Regions from separate parts of the Mus musculus genome. Here region 2 is linked to region 1. A link is a contact called in public promoter capture Hi-C data. All regions are on one chromosome and are shown on one strand. The core of a region is the stretch at or near the end of the contact, and the rest is flanking DNA. Distances in the headings are between cores, read along the strand shown.

The links. Capture Hi-C pulls out chosen DNA fragments and counts their contacts.
Region 2: a contact with region 1 is called in a promoter capture Hi-C map of adipose tissue. The contact joins two enhancer-like sites. A contact is called at or near these places in 16 of 484 Hi-C or Micro-C datasets (the C2C12 cell line, the MC38 cell line, the N1E-115 cell line and 8 more), 6 of 115 datasets of contacts at active chromatin or transcription factors (the SCID.adh cell line, double positive thymocytes, embryonic stem cells and 3 more) and 3 of 9 other capture datasets (adipose tissue, liver and pancreatic islet).

The regions. Positions count from the first base shown.
Region 1 is chr5:142,839,945-142,843,697 of GRCm38.p6, reverse strand. No RefSeq gene overlaps it. Among named protein-coding and RNA genes, the nearest start is that of Gm52793, 12 kb to the left of the region's middle. Within about 2 kb of position 2,122, at least 85 of the 459 cell types and tissues checked have an H3K27ac peak or open chromatin away from gene starts, as enhancers often do. A contact at or near this core is called in the C2C12 cell line, the MC38 cell line, the N1E-115 cell line and 3 more, where this site is marked.
Region 2 is chr5:142,962,710-142,966,134 of GRCm38.p6, reverse strand. All of the region lies in intron 1 of Fscn1 (fascin actin-bundling protein 1), which reads right to left. Among named protein-coding and RNA genes, the nearest start is that of Fscn1, 4.1 kb to the right of the region's middle. Within about 2 kb of position 1,899, at least 148 of the 459 cell types and tissues checked have an H3K27ac peak or open chromatin away from gene starts, as enhancers often do. A contact at or near this core is called in the C2C12 cell line, the MC38 cell line, the N1E-115 cell line and 3 more, where this site is marked.

The sequences.
Region 1 (3,753 bases), core at 873-3,372:
GAAGACAGCTACAGTGTACTTACATTAAATAAATAAATAAATAAATAAATAAATAAATAAATAAATCTTATATTAAAAAAAAAAAAGGCAGAGAGGATGCAGGCCTCGAGGCAGGTGAGGAGCTTTACTAAGCCTGATACCGTGTGAGCTTCGTCCCTGAAACCTACAAAGTGACACGGTGCCTCTGTGCCCTTTCTCTCTGTCAGAAGACTCACAGGGGAGATAGACCAGGTTCATAGCTAGCTAGCTGCTGCTTTGAAGGTAGCCTCTCTGGGATGGTCTCATGTAGCCCAGGCTGGCCTTGATCTATGTAGCCAAGGATGACCAGGAAACTTTTTGGTTTTCGTTTTTTGTTTGTTTTTCAAGATTTATTTATTTATTTAATGTATGTGAGTACACTGTAGCTGTACATATGGCTGTGAGCCTTCATGTGCTTGTTGGGAATTGAATTCTAGGACCTTGGCTCTCTCTGATCAACCCCGCTCGCTCTGGCCCAAAGATTTATTTATTATTATACATAAGTACACTGTAAGCCGGGCATGGTGGCGCACGCCTTTAATCCCAGCACTCGGGAGGCAGAGGCAGGTGGATTTCTGAGTTTGAGGCCAGCCTGGTCTACAGAGTGAGTTCCAGGACAGCCAGGGCTCTACAGAGAAACCCTGTCTCGAAAAATAAACAAACAAAAAACAAATAAGTACACTGTAGCTGACTCCAAAGGCACAAGAAGAGGGAGTCAGATCCCATTATGGGTGGTTGTGAGCCACCATGTTTTTGCTGGGAATTGAACTCAGGACCTTCGTAAGAGAAGTCAGTGCTCTTACCCCTGAGCCATCTCACCAGCCAAACCTGGAATTTCTAATTCTCTTGCCTCTACTTCCCAAGTTGGGGGGGGGTTATGGGTATGCAGCACTGTGCATGGCTTATGGGGACCCAATCCAGAAAGTGTGCGTGCTAAGTAAGCAGGTTATCAACGGAGCCCCCCTGTACTTTCCTGATTTTTGTAATAGAGGATCAAGACAGCAGGGGACAGACCCAAGAAGCTGTGACCCTTCACCCTGTCTGCCACCAATCACCTAGGTGACCCTTCCCCATATCAGCTTCATGGAGGTGCTGGGAGCCTCTGCTGTGGTCGCTATAGAGACAGGGCAAGTGGCCAGCAGGTGTCACCAAAGTCCGCAGAATCCAGAGGAACCATAAAGATGGTGGGGGGCGCTGAGGCCCCTCTCCCCCCAGGTCTCTTCTAAGCACTAAGAGCGATCATCCCAGACTGCTACAGGTAAAACTGTCTGCTGTGGACAGGAGCGACCTACCATCAGCCATCAGCGTGCGCACAGCCCAGGACAACAAAGAGGAAGGGAAGTATCCCTTTCCCTGCTGTGGAGAATTAACAGGGCTCCAGGTGGTCTGGATGAGTCATGGGGTTTGTTCTCTTTGTGAAATTGTGACTAAGGCTGGCCTGGAGCAGGGTGTAACACAGGGACTGTTCTTGGCTTTGTTTTGATTGGTTGGTTGGCTTTTCTGAGACAGGGTTTCTCTGTGTAGCCCTGGCTGTCCTGGAACTCACTCTGTAGACCAGGCTGGCCTGAAACTCAAGAAATCCACCTGCCTCTGCCTCCCAAGTGCTGGGATTAAAGGCTGTGCACCACCCTTCACCACACACCCAGCTCATGGCTGCTCTTGTTTTTCAGGGCTCCAAGTATCTCTAGTAGGAAGCTATTTACCCTGGTAGGCCGGGCACAGGGAGGCTTCATCTTAACCTCACCATCAGTCCACACAGAGCCAGATCTGCCTTCTTCTGGCCCGCATGGACCTCCTGATGTGGCCCCCTGAACTCTGAGCTCTGAATCTAGGACTCACGCTTTTTTGGTTCTCAGTCATCATGGGCTGGAGAGACCAGAACACTCACCGGATACTAGGGTCTCTCAACCCTATTCATCTCCCTGAGAGTCTGGCAAGTTTCTGGCTTGGGGCCTCAGTGTGAGGTCTTTCTCAGTCCCCATGAGGCCCACACTGTTCTTAAATGAATTCTTAGCCATGCCAAAAAGTGAAGCAACCACACAGTAAGTGGTATTTGGATCACAACAGCAGCTTCTACTCCGTCCCTGAACTTTCTAGGGGAATGCACGTCTTGTTTGGTGGTTGCTATGGTCCCTGGGGCTTAATCAGGAGCAGGAAGGGCCTGGCTTCTCACTGTAAGAACCAACTTCTGCCTTTTCCTGGAACCTAAGTGCAAAGCTTTGGGAGGATGTGTCCCCACCCCCGAGCCCCAGCCACTGGGAAGGGTTGATACTTGTTGATCTACAGTATCGTATAAAATAGGCAGAGTGCAGGGCTATTATTCTAGCACTTTCGAAGGTGGAGACAGCACACCTCCCCATTGTCTGCCTATCTATCCATTCTGTTGCCTATATGTCCGTTCATCATCTATCCATCCATCTGTCCACCCACCAAACCACCCATCTATCAATCCGTTCATCTATCCACTGTCCATCTATCCTTTCATTCCCCCATCTGTCTCCCTACCTACTAAATATCTGTCGGGCATGTGGAACTGTGTTCCCAGACAGACATAAGAACTGGCAAGGCTGGGTGAGCTCAGACCCCAGGAATCTCAGAGATCTGAGACCAGTTGGAGTGGACCTGTCTGTATACTTGCTCTGAAACCTGTAACCATGACACCCCACTGAGGACCATGGCCTCTGGGTCAGAGAGCACACAACATCTGGAGTTCTTCTCCATGCTAATGAGGTATCCAGATAGCCCCGAGCCTTCAGCCAATGACCTTCCCTTCCTAGGTATTCCTGCGAAAGGTTTGCTCTGAATAAAGGGTTTGCATTCACATCCACCACCAAATAAAGCCATATGCGCAAGCAAGAGCTGCTGCATTTAGGATCGCCTCAGGGATGGCCTTCTGTCCTCCAGCCCCTCAGGTACTCCCTGGCCCAGTGCTCCCAATCAAACTGGTTCTGCCTGTTCCAGATTCTGCATTCCCTCCCTGTCCAGGACTCAGACACACACACACACACACACACACACACACACACACACACACACACACACACCAAGGAGAAGTGCAGACAGCAGACCCTCATTCCTGACTCACAGATTACACCTTTGGCGCCTGGGTACCCAGAGAGGAGACCAGGAGACCATCCATCCATCCATCTGTCCATGGATCCATGTATCTATCCATCCATCCATGCATGCACCCATCCATCTGTCTGTTCATCTGACCATTCATCTATCTGAGACCAGGAGCCACAGCATTCATTCCAGACTCTGCTGTTTCCCTTTCTGGCCTGGCAAAGGAAGACATGGACTGTGAACCCCTTTTGGACTTCATTCTGCCTCCCCTGAGCAGCATGCCTGCAGTGCCCAGGCTCTAGCAGAGAGGCAGGACATAGTATGACAGATTCCATACATCTACCCATCCATCGGTCTACTTAATTAACCATCTATCCATTAACCTGTCCATCTATCCACTGACCCACTCACCTATCTACCCATCAACCCACTTACTCATCCATGCATCCATCCATTTATCCATCCGTGCATCTATCTGTCTGTCTATCCATCCACCATCCATCCATGTACCCATGCATCTATCTTTTTTTCTGACTATCCATCTATCCATTTGTACATCCATCCACCCCCATTCATACATGCATGCATCCGTTCATCTGTTTACCTGACCATCCATACATCTGTCCATGGATTCATGTGTCTCTCCATCCATCCATCCATCCATCCATC
Region 2 (3,425 bases), core at 650-3,149, 120 kb before region 1:
CTCTGGGCTGTAGTCTGTTCAACCTTCTCAGGCAGAAATGGCTCTCCTGCCCCTGGCCCACACTAGGGATGGCTAAATATTAAGAGAACAATTGGCTACACATATACAGGGTGTCACCCACTGTCCCCTCAGCCTACCTGTAATTGACCTGCCACGTGCAGGGACAGCTGAGTTAGCACAGCATACTGGGCAGAAAAGAGCCACACCCAATGCTAGCGAGCCTAAGTGACCCCACCTGATCTAACCGTGCCCACTGCGGGGAATGGAACAGTCAGGGAAAGCCAGAACTGGGACCAGTCAGTCCCAATCTCTCTCTCTCTCTCTCTCTCTCTCCCTCTCTCCCTCTCTCTCTCTCTCTCTCTCTCTCTCTCTCTCTCTCTCTCACACACACACACACACACACACACACACACACACACACACACACTGATAAAGGTAATTAGATTTAAAATGTATTTTTTTTTAAAAAGAAAGAAAAACTGGCTTTGGGGGCGTGGCTCAGTGGTAGAGCCCCTGCCTAGAACCCCCCAGTGAGGGGCTAGGGGCGTGGCTCAGTGGTAGAGCCCCTGCCTAGAACCCCCCAGTGAGGGGCTAGGGGCGTGGCTCAGTGGTAGAGCCCCTGCCTAGAATCCCCCAGTGAGGAGCTGGAGGTGTGGCTCAGTGGTAGAACCCCTGCCTAGAATCCCCCAGTGAGGGGCTGGGGTGTGGCTCAGTGGTAGAGCATGTGTCCTGCACAAAGCCTCAGGTTGTTGGGGTTTTTTGTTTTTTTTTTTTGGTTTTAGAGACAGGGTTTCTCTGTGTAGCCCTGGCTGGCTTCGAACTCAGAAATCCGCCTGCCTCTGCCTCCCAAATGCTGGGATTAAAGGCGTGCACCACCACCGCCCAGGCCTCAGGTTTTATCCCCACATTCCCACAAATAAAAACCCCACTAAGAGATGGTGGCACACGCCTTTAATCCCAGCACTTGAGGCCAGCCTGGTCTACATAGTTCCAGAACAGCCAGGACTACACAGAGAAACCCTGCCTGAAAGAAAGAAAAGAAAAGAAAAGAAAAGAAAAGAAAAGAAAAGAAAAGAAAAGAAAAGAAAAGAAAAGAAAAGAAAAGCCACTCCCAGCCACTCCGGCAACCATCAAGTGGAGGCCAGAAGCCTGTGGTGACCTATGCCTGTCATCGCCGCACCCTGGAGACTGAGGCAGGAGGATGGAGAGTTGGAAGCCAGATGGGCTACAAGACAAAAACTACAACTAAAGTGGGTGGACTAAAGGAGTCGGAGTTTCCCAGCATGCTAGCTTCCCTCACACAAAGGAGAGGCCCTGGCCCAAGATGTCATGCGCACTGAGTTCAAGACAGCACAGTGCTGTGGACATACACCAACCTTCAACCTCCCAGTACCTCTGAAAAATGAGACGTCCAGACAGAGAACAAAAAGGGCCTCACCATGTGGGTCTCATCTCCAGGTACTGGAACAAAGGGGCCTGTGCAACCACTTTTTAATAAAGAGGCCACCAAGGCACCAAAGGTGGACTCCAGGCACCCTTCGGGGAATGTCTTCTCCGCTCTCTGCCTCAGTTTCCCTCCCTTGCCAAAAAGAATCGCCTCTCAATTCTGTTGGGACCGTGAAAGGACGTGAGGGCCTGTTGCCAAGGAGATGGTGGGCCCTCCCACCTCAGCCGGAAAGGGAAGTTAGCCCCCTTCCAGAATGGGCCCTCTAAGGCTCAGCCAGGGGGAAAGGCCCCACTTGGCCTTGGAATCATATTGGAGCTGCGTTGCTATGGTAACAGGTTTTCTGTGGGATTTTTTTTTTTTTTCAGCAGCAGCAGCACAGAAAACCTGAGTCACTGGCTCCTAGGAGCCCACGGAGGGGGCGTGGCTGTCTTCCAGCTTCCTAGGCGTCTCTGCGGTGACTCAGAGGGTCCTCTAACCCGCAACCCCCTTCCTGGGCTTAGCTGTTTGCCAGACTCCCTAGCGTTGTTGTTCGAAATAAGCAATCCTCACAACCCAGAAGGCGGCTTAGTTTAGAACCCTCCAGGACTTCACCGCCCAAAGTCGTACAGTGCTCAAAACTAAGCCATTCCTCGACCCAAGAGGGAAGCCGTCAAAAGGATACCCTACAAAGCCCAGCCTCACCTGTCACTCATTCTTAGCCAGCCGCCCTAGAAATGATGGGGACAAAATTCTTTGAAAGCATTAGAACCCAACAAGTAAGCCAGGGTGGGCAGTGTGGGGAGACATAGCACGGGGTCTCCTTGAGCCAGCAGGGGCTTGGGAGGGTCATGAGAAGCAAGGAGGAAAAGACCCTACCCACTACCCCCCATCCTACTCTCATAGGATCTCCACCTCCCAGGAAGATCCTGGCTCAATGTACCTCTGTGCTTTCAGATGGGGAAACTGAGGCCAGGAAGCCGGAAGCAGCAAATCTGCATGGAAGATTCACAACCCCAGACCAGATTGAGCCTTCCCTCTCCCTACTCCTGGCTAGCAGTTCAACACGTGTTTCCCCGAAGCCCAGCCCCGCCTCCCTGCCACGCAAGCCTGCCCAAAATGGCCTCCCCGGCACACCCACCCAACAGCTCACCCTCAAAAAGCCGGGGGAGGAGTTGGCTGACTTGGGAATGAGACTTGGACCCAGACATAGGAGGGCAGAAGAGGTCTGACTGTGTGTGACCCCAAGTTCCCATCAGATTCTCACCCCTTCAATTCCCGCCCCCTCCTGCCGCATCAGTGTGAATCATGCACAATCATGGCACCCTCAGAAAAGGGTACCTGTCCAGGCTCGCAAAACACACCCTCTAGCTCCTTTCAGGCCCCAAGGGCCCAAGTCACCTGTGCCTTGCCTAACCTTCCCCAGGGCACAAGCCTCGGCCACAGCTCTGTAAGCAGAGAGCTGGTCTCTCTAGGCTCTGGAGTACTCGTCATCTGCAGGATTCCCTCCAATCCCAGCCTTCCTCCTAGCTATGCAGGGCTTCTCTATTTGCAACTCCCTGCCTCCGGGCCTTTGCTGAGGCCCCTGCCTGCAAAACCAGTCCATAAACTTGGTGCATGCTCATTTCTATTCACTCTCCTGGGGCAGCTCCTGGGTCCTCAGAAGGGACCCCAGATCTTTATAATCTACTACCCCGATCCTGTACCCCCAATCTTCTGCTTTACATACCAGTCACATTCCCAAGAGACGTTTACCGCAGCTCGTATCTCAATGTTTGCTAAACAGGTGGGAACTCTGACCCCCTCGCCCAGCACTGTGAAACAAGAGAGGCCATGGTTCATTGGTGTGTGTGTGTGTGTGTGTGTGTGTGTGTGTGTGTGTGTATAATGAGAGAACATTCTGGCATCAAGTACACCCAGTTCAGCATGGTGCTGACTTACTGTGTAACAGTAAGCAAATGGTCGCACTTTTCTGAGCGTTATTCAGCCAAACTCAAGCAGG